Linked DNA regions of Triticum aestivum: region 1 is linked to region 2. Evidence: chromatin contacts called from public Hi-C data. All regions are on one chromosome and are shown on one strand. Each heading gives the region's core, a stretch centred on a gene start, on an enhancer-like site or on the middle of the called end of the contact. The rest is flanking DNA. Distances are from core to core; before and after follow the strand shown.

Region 1 (6,570 bases), core at 3,478-5,977, 360 kb before region 2:
AGGACGCCTTGGAATTCACAATCTTAAATACATGAACGATGTGTTGCTGATTCGTTGGTTCTGGTTGGAAAGTGTAGGGCCGGTGTGTGTATGGTCTGGTATGTCGGTCCAGATTAATGCACATGCGAGATCCTTATTCTTAGCAGCCACTCACTGACCATTGTTCTGCTGGCAAAGGGGTGGCATCAGTTTCTGGCACGATCGATGGTTAGATTGCAGAAGCTCTGTTGACATTGCATCAAATTTGTTTACCTTCATTAAGGCTCGAGGGGCAACGCGTCAGACTGTGGTAGAAGGGCTTGATAATGACGAATGTATTAAGGATATTCCAGGAACACCCTTGACGCGGGCTTTAGCGGAATTTCTTGAACCGTGGGGAGTAATTCGTGATACTCCGACTCTACTGATGAGGATTGCTTCGTGTGGAGGTTCTCGGTGAATGGTTAGTACTCTACTAGCTTTGCTTCTTCTATCATCTTTCTTGGATCTGAGAAGGGGAATATGCTAAGCTGTTATGGAAGAACAAGACACCTTTAAAGGAGAAGTTATTCATTTGGTTAGCAATGAGAGAGACAAATGTTGGAATACAGATCGCCTGGAGCGTGTTGGAGATATGCCCTAGAGGCAATCATGTATGATGATATTTTCTATGTGTTTATGAATAAAGATAGTCCTTGGACGTTATCAATGATGTGTATCAGCAAGTACGTGACTTGTTTGTGGGACTATACATTGTATGATGACTGTCCTAAAAGGTCCCTAGTCGAAAGGGTTGTGTGGACGCGCAATCGACTAGACTAGCATATGACACGGTGGATGGCTCGGTCTCACTAGCCATGAAGCATTGGATGCTAACCGTATAATATGGACTCAGAAGGATCTGGTCGGATCTGACATAGTCGGATCCAGTCGAGATAAGGTCCGAGTCGGACAGACCTGACTATGAGACGCGGCGATATGTCATCTGTGAGTCTCTAGTACAACATACGTTCTATGTCCTAAGACCTAGGCGCATGCACTCGCGATGGTGACAGACCTGCTTTGGGTCGACCAAACGCTACTCTGTGACTAGGTAGTTACAAAGGTAGGTTTCGGTCTTGTCCAGACCCATGCCGTGAGACATGGTCGAGCAAGATGAGATTTGCCCCTTCGACCAGGAGAGATATACTCTGGGGCCCTCGTGTGATTCGACCAAGATAAGCATGACCATGCAACAGGGATTATGAGATAATCCGGTTAGTGGTCGGCATCACTGGAACGAGAAAGAGGTCGGGCTACCACAAGGATGACAGACTTGCCTTGAGCCCGACAACATATATCGTGTGGCAAAGGGAACAGAAGTGTGATGTTGTACAGGTTTGCCAACCGGCTTCATTGTCTACTTGGTGGTCGGCACGCCTTGCTAGAGGTCGCTACCAACCGAGCAGGTCGGAGGTGATCCGACCTGCGACCCAGCTGACTTGAACCTAAGGGGTCGCGCGCTTAAGGGAAGGAACCTGTGAGGCCAAGTCCGACTCCACGAGTCAGAAGTGATCCTACTCGGACTCAGATCCAGGCCGAACAGACTTTGGGCTTTAGGGTCTGTGCGAGGCCCAAGTGTTGAGCCCGCAATGGACGCCTATATAAAGTAGGGGTGCAGCACACTCATGCGGTTGATCGCTTCAGCGCCGTCACTAGGGCTTTGCATGTGTTGCGAATAGCCACCTCCACTCGCCGCCGGTTGTGTGATCGGACCTAGCAGTCCGCCGCACGACGTTCCTCCTGCACGCGCGGATACCGTTAGAGGCGGTGCACCTGCGCCGCTCCGGCGAACCTGTTCGTGGGATCCGATCGGCTACGTGGGAGAGCGGACGAGGAGGAGACGACTCAGGACGCGCTACCCCAACTCTACTTCCGCTGCACGGCACTGCGCGTCTAGTGATAACGATCTGTGATCCACCTCCCGTAGCATGTTCTTGTTTGTTCTGCGCGTAGGAAATTTTTAATTTGCAGTCGAGGCACCCTAGTAGAATCCAACAGAGCGTAGCAGGCTTCCTTGATGCACCCAATGTTCGTTGTACCCAATGTTCGTTGTGTGACCAAGAGCAAGAACAATTGATCATCTTCTGATGCAATGCTCGTTTGCGAGAGACATGTCATAACGAAGATTGAGTTAGAGGTTGGTGGTGCTCCATTGAATCGAGGATCCCGAGGAATTGTATCGAAGAGACCACTTATCATTGTAGGGATAAGAAAATTGTGGCTGGAGCGTAACGCGGGAGTCTTTGAGGCTAAGTCGAACTCTTTTGGCGCGGTTGCTTCCATCGCTTTTGAGGATTTCAGATTATGGATGGTGGCCCATACCATGAGCAGTAGTAGGTGATGGGAGTATTGGCTAGTGGTGGAAAATTTCATCTTGTGATTATCCTCCCTTTTTCCAATCCTAATGAGAACGACCAGCAACAATTTGCTTGTTCTTGGAAGAGAAATGTCCAATTGCTCTCCTGCCGCTCATGAGTATCGAACCCATCAACATGAAGACAAAGTGAAACATGCATACTATAGCAACATCAATTGCATGTGAAGTTTGTTTGGTCAAATCATTATTGGGCCAAAGCTAGTGTCAGCAGTCTACACATGAAAGCGTGTGCTCTTCAACTATGTCTATGCTTCTGATGAGTCTCACATCATGAAAATAACAACACAAAAGAATAACCAGTAGATAAACTTACAGAGGAAATGGCGTGTGATGGAACGTGCAACATTTGACGAGTAGGCCACAAATCACATTACAAGGGACTCTCCGGTTCAAGTGTCGTGGCGTTCCTGCAAAAAAAGAGGTCACGGGGTTAAGATTTACTACGTGCGGATTTGTTTGCAAATATGAATATTTCGAGCTGTACACATATTTTTCGAATCGAATGGTCATATCTCTTAAACCAAAGTTTGCATGCATATGCTCCATACATAATTTATTTGTGCGATTTTACAGATTTTGTAGAACCATATAGGCACAATTTGTCCTTTCAGACGGCATGCTAGGACCACGGATGGACTTCAGAGTGCTGTTCGTGAGTCCGAAGTTCCGAACGGAACGAACGAAAAACACAGGAAACAAATCTACGAACGTGACACTAGAGACACTACAAATCACACACGTGCACTGCTCTGATTGACGCTGCAAGATCGAGCATTCAGTGTTTATTGACGCCAATCCTGCCTTCACTTTGTGATGCGACCGACGAACTCCTCCATGTCCGCCCACGACGAGCCACCGTTCGCCACGGCGGCACGAACGTCCTCGGCGAGCGCCTTCGCCGCACTCTGCGCGGCGATGCCTTCGTCGGAGTCTATCGCCCTCTTGATGACCTCTTGGATCTCCTTGGCCGGCAGCGTCTCCCGGCTCTTCTCCCACGGCCTCATGACGATCCCGGCCTTGAGGTGGCCGCACACGTACCCCGCGTTCCACGGCTGGTCGGAGTGCATGGGCCACGCGAGAATCGGCTTCCCGTGGCTCAGGCCTTCCAGGAGCGAGTTCCAGCCGCAGTGGCTCACGAACGCCGCCGTGGCGCCGTGCGCCAGGATCTCCAGCTGCGGCGCCCACCCGGTAATCACCAGCCCCCTCCCTTCGGTCCGCCTTGTGAACTCGGACATCAGCTTGGCGTGCCGGCTCTCGCCGGCCTCCGCGAAGATGTCGGCGCGGTCGGCGTCGCGCAGCACCCAGATGAACCGATGCTCGCAGCTCTGCAGCGCGCCCGCCAGCTCCTCGATCTGCTTGCCAGGCAGCGAGGTCATTGTACCAAAGCATAGGTAAAGTACCGATGACGTCGGCTGCTTGTCAAGCCAGTCCATGCACTCGTGGCGCGGCTGCGGCTGCGGCTGCACCGACGGCGCGGGCGTGGTCACGTCCAGCTCCAGCACTGGGTTTAACGGGCCGATGGAGAATAGCTTCTTGCCGTCGAGGGACAGGGTCTCGGCTTGCGCGTCGATGAACTCTCCCTCCAGCGCGCGGCACGAGTTGAGGAGCAGCCCGGCGCCGGGCACGCTGAGCCCGCCCTGCCGCGCCACGAGCTCCATGAACTCCTCGGTGAGGAAGGACTCGGGTGACGGGACGGGCAGACCGAGCGCGCGCACCAGGCGGTGGCTGGGGTTCTTGAACCCGGCGCCGAACGACTGCCCCACGCACTGGAGCGCGTACGCATCGCCGTTGGGCAGCCGCGACGCCTCCGACGCGGGGAAGGCCACGAGGTTGTCGTGCACGACGACGACGCGGTGGTGCGAGGCGGCGAGCTCCTCGAGGAGGCGCCGGAGCGGGGCCCCGGCGTGGTCGCAGAACGCGTCGAAGAGCGGCTGCAGGTGGCCCGGGAACGCGACGGGGCTGTCGGGGTCGGGCGGCGGCGTGGCGTAGGGCGGGATGTCGAGGGTGGCGAAGTGGAGCGAGCGGACGGCGCGCGCGTCCCAGCCCTGCACGCGCGCGCGCGCCTGGCGGACGTGCGGCGCGGGCGCCGCGTAGTGCACGTCCAGGCCCCGGGACGCGAGCAGCAGCGACAGGTGCAGCATCTGGTTGAGGTGCCCCTGCGCGGGGAACGGCACGGCCACGACGGCCACGGGCGCTGGCGCGACCTCCATTGCCGCCGGAGCCATAGTACTCGGGGAGGGAACCGCTCACCGTCTGATCGCGTGCTGGACTGCTAGAGTTACAACTCTTTTACAGGTACTAAGTACATGCCACAGGCGACCGTGCAAACTGCACATTTGTAGGGTCGTGTAGCACGTGACTGCCGGTTAGTCATTCTGTAGATGTACGTACGTGGGTGCGGTCGGAAGTGGGCCACCCATAGCACCCGCACCTCACAGCGCCTCTGTCATTGAGAGGTGGCACCCATGCCAATCGCCGCCGCTCCTTGAGAAACGCTGCCGCCCATGCCCACTGCACTCGCTCCCAAATCTTATCGGCGCCGGGAGAAAAGTACGGGTCCCTCGACCGGCCTCCGGGATCAAATTTGGTCCGTTCTGTAGCATGTGAGCATTGCCGGGTATGCATATAAACCTTGTTAAAGCATCTTCAATCATCATGCCTTTTGTGGAACGGCTGAATCGACCGTTTCTATCGAGTCAGGGCCGAGCGAGTGTAAAAAAGCTCCACCTAATGCATCTTAGTGGCTCTGACCGTGCTGGAAGGTTTGCACGTGCTTGTGTTGTGGGGAGAGTATCCGGTGCTACCGAGGCTTAAATACTACCGTGATATGGGCATCTGGGCCGTCGGATTCTTAGATTGGACGGCATCCGGGAGTTGTTGAATCTGCTGGACTGATGCACAATTTTTGGACTCCTCGTAGGTGTTTTTGCAAATATTGCAGAGTTATTGAGAGCCATCAGATCTGAGAATCCAACGGCCGAGATGCTTGTATCATGGTAGCACCTAAAACTTGGTAGCACTAGATATTTTTCCTTGTGTTGTGCTCGCCTACTTAATCTTCTTCATCTAATACATTCTAATTTAAACAATAATGCTTCGATTTGAGATCAACTCTATACAAAAAAGATGCACATCGATGTGGTGACTTTATCCGTGCGGTCGACTTCTAGTTTCGTTGACCGTAAATCTTCCATTTTGCGCTTATGTTTGGTGATATCATAGACGAGTTTGTCAAAATTGTCTCACACGAGCGACCATTTGAAATTTTCAGTTAGGAGTAGCTTCATCTCGCCGTTTCACATGGTTTTTGTGTTGTAAGTCTTTTGTTTTGACGATAGTAGTCGAATAGACCTATATAGAAAAGTTCGCTTTTAGTTCATCGTATATAAAAAGGGAAAGCTCATTGTGTATCAAAGAAAAATGTTCACTGTATATTGCAAAAAAGTAGAATCTATTCAGAAAATGATCATCATATATTAAAAGATTGTTCACCGTATATTAGAACATTTTTGGTATTTGTTAACATTTTTATAATTTGAAAAAATTATGTAAATTCATGAACATTTTTATAAATATGTTTTTGACCAAACTTTGTTCCTTAATAAAAAATAATTATAAAATATTAGAGTGAAAAACGCGAAAACCAAAAGGCAAAAAAAAAATCGTTGGTAGCCTAGAAGCTAGCGACGAGAGATGTACTTGTAAATGTATAACGATCAGACGCAAAAGCTAACCGATTTTTTTAAGGGAGCTAGTGACCAAATTTTCATATAGGCCGTCCACCAAGGTGGACGCAGGGCGGGCTGGTTTTTAGTTTTGGGCTTTGACAAATTAAAATCAAAAAAAAGGACAAATAATAAATAAAAATTAGGTGGCGCTGGCATCATACTTAGATATGAGGTATTATCTTATATATAGATGTGACATAGACGGACCTTTTTTTTTTGTATACACTTAGTCAAAATTTAGAAAATCTGATTTAAGGCATAGCTCACGAGAGAATAAAAACGGAGAAAGTACATAAAAACAAGAGAAAAGCAATTCTCCCTTGTACGGGACGTCCCGTGCATGCGAGAGCCGTTGATTTTGGTTGAGGATCCGATGCCATGCATTGATAGTTTGATAATGTTGGTAGTTGGTTACTTCTTTATCTGACCAATATTAAATTTTTT
Region 2 (6,553 bases), core at 2,955-5,454:
TATGGCATGGCAACAGCGCTAGCGCTTGTTGTACTTGGAAAAGGACACGCGGCGTCCGATGCCATGTCGAACAAAGATTGGAACCGAGGCCGCCAGGCACACGACTTTCTGTGTGTGTGTGTGTGTGTGTGTGTGTGTTGGGCCCTATATAGACACGAGTCCTGGACGCCTAGCCCAACAACGCAGGCGGGCGCACCCACATAAAACAACGACTCAGTCCACAGACCGAGACCCCAGCAGTGCAGCGACGGAAACCAAAGAAGCCACCCCCGGGCTTTTGTAAAATCCATGTCAATGCAGGGGTGCGATCACAAGGAGGTTCGGCAGTCGCGGTATGCAGGGATGACGTAGGCAACTACATGGGTAGTTCGGCCTTAGTAATTGAAGGAACTTTTGATCCAGCTACTTTGGAAGCAGTAGCATGCCCCGAAGCACTATCACTAGCAGAAGACCTGAACATCATAATTTCGTCGTTGCTTCAGATTGCACACAGGTTGTTCTGGACATCAGTGCGAGATCTCGGGGGTGATATGGAGCAATTATAAGCGAGATCAACCGTAAAGCTTCTTCCTTTCATTGTAATTTTACTTTTGAGAGTCGTGCTGCTAATTATGAAGCACATAGTCTAGCTAAATTTTCTCTTTCTAGAGGCCTTGGTCGCCATGTCTAGTTTGGTCAGTCCCATGACCAAAGACGCATCCCATCATGTGGAATTTGATGAATAAAGTTGTGTTTTACCCCTAAAAAAAGCTATCCTGCCGTGCGAGACCGTGACTAGTTCTGGCGGTCCCTAATCCGCCCAAGTCGCCTGGCCAAACAAATTTTTAATCTATTATTTTTCTTGAAGTCTACAAACATATTTTGAATTCATTAACTTTTTAAAATACACAAAAAATTCAAACTCATAAACATTTTTGGGATTCGTGTTCTTTATGCACTTATTTTTTGAATCCACGATCATTTTTTCAAAATCATCAACATTTTATGAATTCATGAACATTTTTTAAATCTATGGAAGTTTTCCAATTCATGAACTTTTTTTTAATCCATGAACATTTTAAGAAATGAGCAAATATTTTTTGAATCCATGAACATTTTATGAGTTCATGAAATTTTTGAATCCATGAACATTTTATGAAATCACAAACACTTTTTAATCCACATAAAAAGTTTTCGGCGGACTTTTTTCAAATTCACCGACATTTTTTGTATTCGTCAACACTTTTTAAAATCTACGATTTTTTTAGAAACTTGCTCGCGACCCTTACGAACAGTTTTATCCCTTTTTTGAATAAAAATAAGTATAACTGACTAGATCAGTTGTTATCGCCTATCATCCATGCATCGTCCTTCGCTTTTTCCTCCATCGGGCGAAATTGCACTTCATCTTCTGTTTGCAAAGTTCCATTGCTAATTTGGTGCAGCACTCATCGACACCTGGCCGGATCTGTGTTAAAATTTCATACAAACTTCACAGGACCTGCACCAATCTGAACACCGAAAAAGGTTTTCGTCCCGCTTTATGTACAAAGCAAATACCTTCACCAAACCGGGGAAATATCTGGTGCACCGGTGCTTGTGGTGCTACCGGTGCACCAGATTTCTGTAGCACATTTTAAAATGTTTCAAAAAATGTGAAAAACATTGGGCACATTCACACAACATCAATGTTTGTTGCCGCACAATTTCAAATCAAAATTCAAAACATTGCTCGAGATAAAAGAGGTGCACCCTGAATATCATTCCCGGTATCGTCTCATTTCACAGCACATGTTACAACCCTTTGCAAAACCAGTCGAGTCCATCACAATTCACAGAAACACGACGTCATATGCTTTTGGACTTGCTTAAAGAAGAAAATGCATCGATCATCCCAATGTGCTTAAGCTACTTCCTGCTGTACCCATTCCTGAATCGCAAATCATGACAAGAGCAGCGGCCTTGACCGGTTCAAAATACAAGAAAAATCACGGTATGCCTACTAGTGAATAGTCACCGCGCTGTAGATTCAGCCAAAAGCTTTCCAAAATGATGCTCACTGATGATACTCTCGCCATGTCCAGGACCTCAGGTGCCAAGAACTCATATGTCTAGTCTGATGTACTATCCATTTACTATATCACAGCGGGCTACTAGCAACAACTAGGTTATCTCTGAATATTTCAGCGTGAACTACATGTTAGACTGCAGAGTGGAAGTGAGATTTCACTCTGCAGCTTGACGTGCCAACCACTCTGCTTTGGTCAAGCCATAGTAGACTGCTTTGCCTCCAGGCCACATGAGAAAATTCCAGCCCATGGGAGATCCACCAACGACATAAGACCCTTGTAAGCGCCCGCCCAGCAGTTGATTGCCATGGTTTGCCGTCTCATTTGGATTGGCTTCTCGATGAATCCCCACGGAAGCAGTCTGCGAGCTTACAGGCTTGAGTGGTACCTTCTCGCCTGTATCCTGGCCTATCTGGGGCACTTGATTCTTCCCTCCAGATGGAACTTTTCCTGCGGGCTTGATCTTGACATCTCTAACTGCAGGTATGTCCGATGGTTTAACAGGCTCAGCAGCAGCAGAGATATCAAGCCGCATTTTCTTGGATAATTCCATGACAACTTTTATCTCTGCAACACAAAATGTACAGTGGCAGACTAATTAGCCTTATTTATCTTCAATACATGCATGCATATCCATGATAAAGAGCCCATACGTTCAGAAGACCCTTTAAATCGTCAGGTATAAGCATTAAGCCATACTTAATCATCAGAAATTTCTAAACCAAAACAGAGAGCACGATTTAAGTGGCTTTCCAGAAAGAAGTAAACATATTCAGATTCATAGTGCTTCTGTGAATAGTGTGTATATGTATATTTCATATAACTTCTGATGGGTAATAAGAATCCTGACAAATACATTATGATCTTAGGTTTCAAGCCCGGCATGATACATTAGCTATGTTACAAAAAACAATAGACGTTTATCAAGTGCAGGGCTATGAAATGTAACATATCAATGTGTTTATATGTTAAAGAGATGTAACACACTGATATAAAATTTTAGATTGCAATCATAATGGTATGTACACAGAACATTGTGCTTCTATAAATAAAACATTGAATTATAGAGGAAATGGTTCGATATCCTAAACTATATGAACCTGACCAAAAACATACCCAGACTCACCTAAAAAAACATACTCGGACCCAAAACATACACAGTACATCAGGGAAGTTGAACACATCTCTGTAAGCTCTGACAACAATAGGAACTGAACATTTACCTTTCAGGATCTCAAGAGCAGCATCTTTCTTCTGGGAATCAGTAGCTTGGCAAACCTTCAACAAAACAAATGTACCATTTCAGAGTGGCTTCCTGTTTTCACCAGTACAAATCATACGACAATTGACAAGTAAACAGCAGGCGAGGGTATGTCAAATTAGCAGAAGTTCTAATCCAATATCAGCAATGGCAGTACACGATTGCACAGAACAATTGTGTAGTCCGAAGACACAAGCTATAGTGGTCACCGCCGTCTTTCTGGGCTCCAATCTCTATTTTGCAGATGTATGCCCTTTTCTCCGTCTTTCTGAGCTCCAACATCATACATTTCAACTGAAACTAGCATGAGCCCAGCACTGAACCTTGGAAATTTCCCATTCAGTCGCTAATCCAATTTCCAACAACTACACTAGCAAGCATAGCATTACTACCAGCATTCTAGCCTGAAGCATTACTCAAAAAAAAAACGTCTGGTAAAAAACCCCAACAAATAGCACGATTATGCAAGTTGCTGCAGTTACCAAGACTGAACGGAGTGCGCGGAGAGATTAAGGGTTTGGTGTGCGAACCTGAAGGAAGCGGCCGCGGAGGCTGGCGACGGCTTCTCTGATCCTGTAGTAGGGCGAGTCGTGAAACCCCAGCTCCTCCAGCTTCCGCTTCTTTGGCGGCGCGTCGGCCGAAAGCGGCGGCGGCGGCGGCGGACTAGGTGGCGGCTTCGTATCGAAGGCAGCCGTCGACTCCGATGGCGGCGGAAGAGGCGAGGCGGCGGCGGCGGTGGCGTGAGCTGCCATCCCGCGTGCGCGTGGGAGGCAAATGGTTGAACACCGGAAGTTTGAAGGCGAGATAAGCAATCGATGTGCTAGTTGATGGTGTGTTCAGAGACGATTGATATTCCCGAACAGAGGAAGCGTGCAGTTCCAGTCAAGCATTTCTAAATTAATGACTGCGAAAAGTAGAAATCATTTACCTTTAGCTAGGGAAAGGGTCTCGATTCTCGAAAGACCCAGGCTGCAATAGATAACATTTTTTTCTTTGACCCTAAGAAAGAAGGCATTACAAAAATCTTATCATTAGATTAATATTTGATTTTTTTAATCAACAGTACAATAATTCTGAAGTTAAATGGCGTATGTATTATTGGTTAATTTATGTTCGAAATTAAATCTTTAAAAAATGTCACACTTTTTTTTTAGTATTTGAGATGGTACAAGGACCTAATAGAAAAGAAAAATTATAAATTAGCCCGTGCATTTTACAAAAGAGGCCTCGAAAACTAAATCGCAATTTAATCCTTGCAACATGCTTCGACATAGCCTAGAATCCATCATCATTGGGGACGAAACCACTTGGGACAAAAAGGTTGACCATAGCCCCACCGTGAGAGGATTTTGCGAGGAAGGAGTTGTAGACGCAAAGCTAAGGCCAAATTGCATCCCTTTTAGCTCAAAGGTCGGGAGGAAGGAAAGGAGGCATCGTTGAGGGACATCGGAGCTCCATGGTGTCGCCTTTTGACCAAAAGATACAACGGTAGGACACCGTAGGCCGCCCAACGAACACCAAAGCAAGATCCTCCCAAAACGGGGAGATTGCTTCGGTGGGTGTCATATCTCTAGAACTTGCGCCATTGGGTTTGAGCTCCAAGGAAGAACTGAACTCACAAGTCATCGACAGCTTGATCTTTCCTCTTCCACCTCTATCATAAAGTTCACCAAAAGTACAAAGCACACCAGATATAATTAAAATTACATGGTCCCTATACCAATGGACGACCTCTACCGCCGCTAGAACAAGCCGCCGACGCAATGGTGCCGCTGCTCCCCTACCGGAGTTGACCTGACCAGCGCCTAGAGCTACAGTCGTCGTTGTTGAACCCTTGAGTGTATCTAAAGAACTTGACATCAAGTCTCATTGTCATGTACGCATGACGAGAAACCCTAACCTCGATGCCCTGAGGATTTGTGAGGAATCTATGCCAGAGCTCTGTCTAATCCATCCCAATGAATGAACTTGAGAAGGATTGAAATCTGGAAGACTGATGCGAAGAAGAAGCATCGTCATCCGCCCGGGCGCCACCGCTATGAGAAATAAATACCCTAACCTATCTACTAGATGGAGCCGAGGCATCAGGATCCCCCTCTCCACCACTGGCCATCGAAGCGGCGGACATAACGCAGTTGAATCCACGGGCTCACCGACGAACAGCGAGGGGAAAAAACTTTGCCATGGTTGCCTTGCGAGATGGGAAAGAAATAAAACAAACTGCCCAAAAAGTGTACCATAAAAAAAATGGAATCCCGTCAAAATCTGATTTGGTGTTTTTCTTTTGGAAGAAAAGCAAGGGGCGGAGCTTGTAAACCGCCCGTTCTTAAATCGAAATTGCTCTGCATACGGTACATTTTGGTCGGACACATGTACGATCAGACGGTAAAACTTGTTGCATGTTGTGGCTCACAAACTGAATTGTCTTGGGCTGTCTTTAATCGTATGAGTGTGGGATGAGAATTCATCGTACGTATAGCAGAGTTGTTCTTAAATGCTCTCTGGAAAATGGCCGGCCGGATTAAATGGAACCGGACCAACCCGTGTCTGACGGCGCTTCTTTTCATGGGCTGACAGACGCGCGCATGCTGCCCAAGAAAACGAAGCGACTGCGGCCCATAGCGGAGCGCCGTCTGCTCGGCTCTCGAGCACAAAACTGACTTCCCGGCCCCCGCCCCACGCGGCCGACGCACAGGCTGACAAGCGGCCCCTCGCCCCTCGTGTCCCAGCTGCCATGGACACGGAGCGGCCGCCGCGACCGCGAGGGCCAATCGACAAGGCAGCCGGCCGCATTATTGCCTATCCGGATGGAGGCCATCTCCACCATCCAAGGGAAGAAGCGCCGGGGACCGAGCGGGGGCGCCTCCTCTACTCCCTCCCCACTCCCGCCGATGCTCTCTGCAGCTCCCCCTCCGACCTCCGCCTCCTCCTCTTCTTCCCCGGGTAAGCAAGACCCCCCCCCCCCCCCCCCCCCCCCCCCCCCCCCCCCCCCGCGGATTCGTAGCCTTTCGCTTGTGCTAAGAGACACTGGAGCATACATTCTGTCTTTGTGCTATGTGCTGTTGAGTCTGTGTTCAAGAACGATTCGCATTTGGCCGTTTGGTGCTTTAGCCGGATTGAATGTATCACCACATAATCGTGTGGTGAGTATGTTTGCTAGGAGAAGTGTCATTACCATTTTATGGAGTCTCTCGGTTCATAGGCTGAGCAGCTCTGTTCCAATGTGTGCCTCCTTTTATGCTGA

What was found. A called contact is a pair of places that touch in the nucleus more often than the background predicts.
Region 1: a contact with region 2 is called in a Hi-C map of leaf, with 5 times the contacts expected there. The contact joins the promoter of LOC123054214 here to the promoter of LOC123049760 in region 2. A contact is called at or near these places in 2 of 5 Hi-C or Micro-C datasets (both in leaf) and 1 of 1 datasets of contacts at active chromatin or transcription factors (leaf).

Annotation. Positions count from the first base shown.
Region 1 is chr2D:525,064,639-525,071,208 of IWGSC CS RefSeq v2.1, reverse strand. LOC123054214 (cis-zeatin O-glucosyltransferase 2) reads right to left here and starts at 4,727. Exons shown (of 1, transcript XM_044477932.1): 1 at 2,888-4,727. The coding sequence starts at 4,623. The coding sequence ends at 3,202.
Region 2 is chr2D:524,703,492-524,710,044 of IWGSC CS RefSeq v2.1, reverse strand. It overlaps LOC123049760, which reads right to left and starts at 4,204. Exons shown (of 3, transcript XM_044472640.1): 1 at 3,840-4,204; 2 at 3,272-3,326; 3 at 1,848-2,615. The coding sequence starts at 4,061. The coding sequence ends at 2,206. LOC123054210 (5-amino-6-(5-phospho-D-ribitylamino)uracil phosphatase, chloroplastic) reads left to right here and starts at 6,010. Exons shown (of 2, transcript XM_044477928.1): 1 at 6,010-6,252.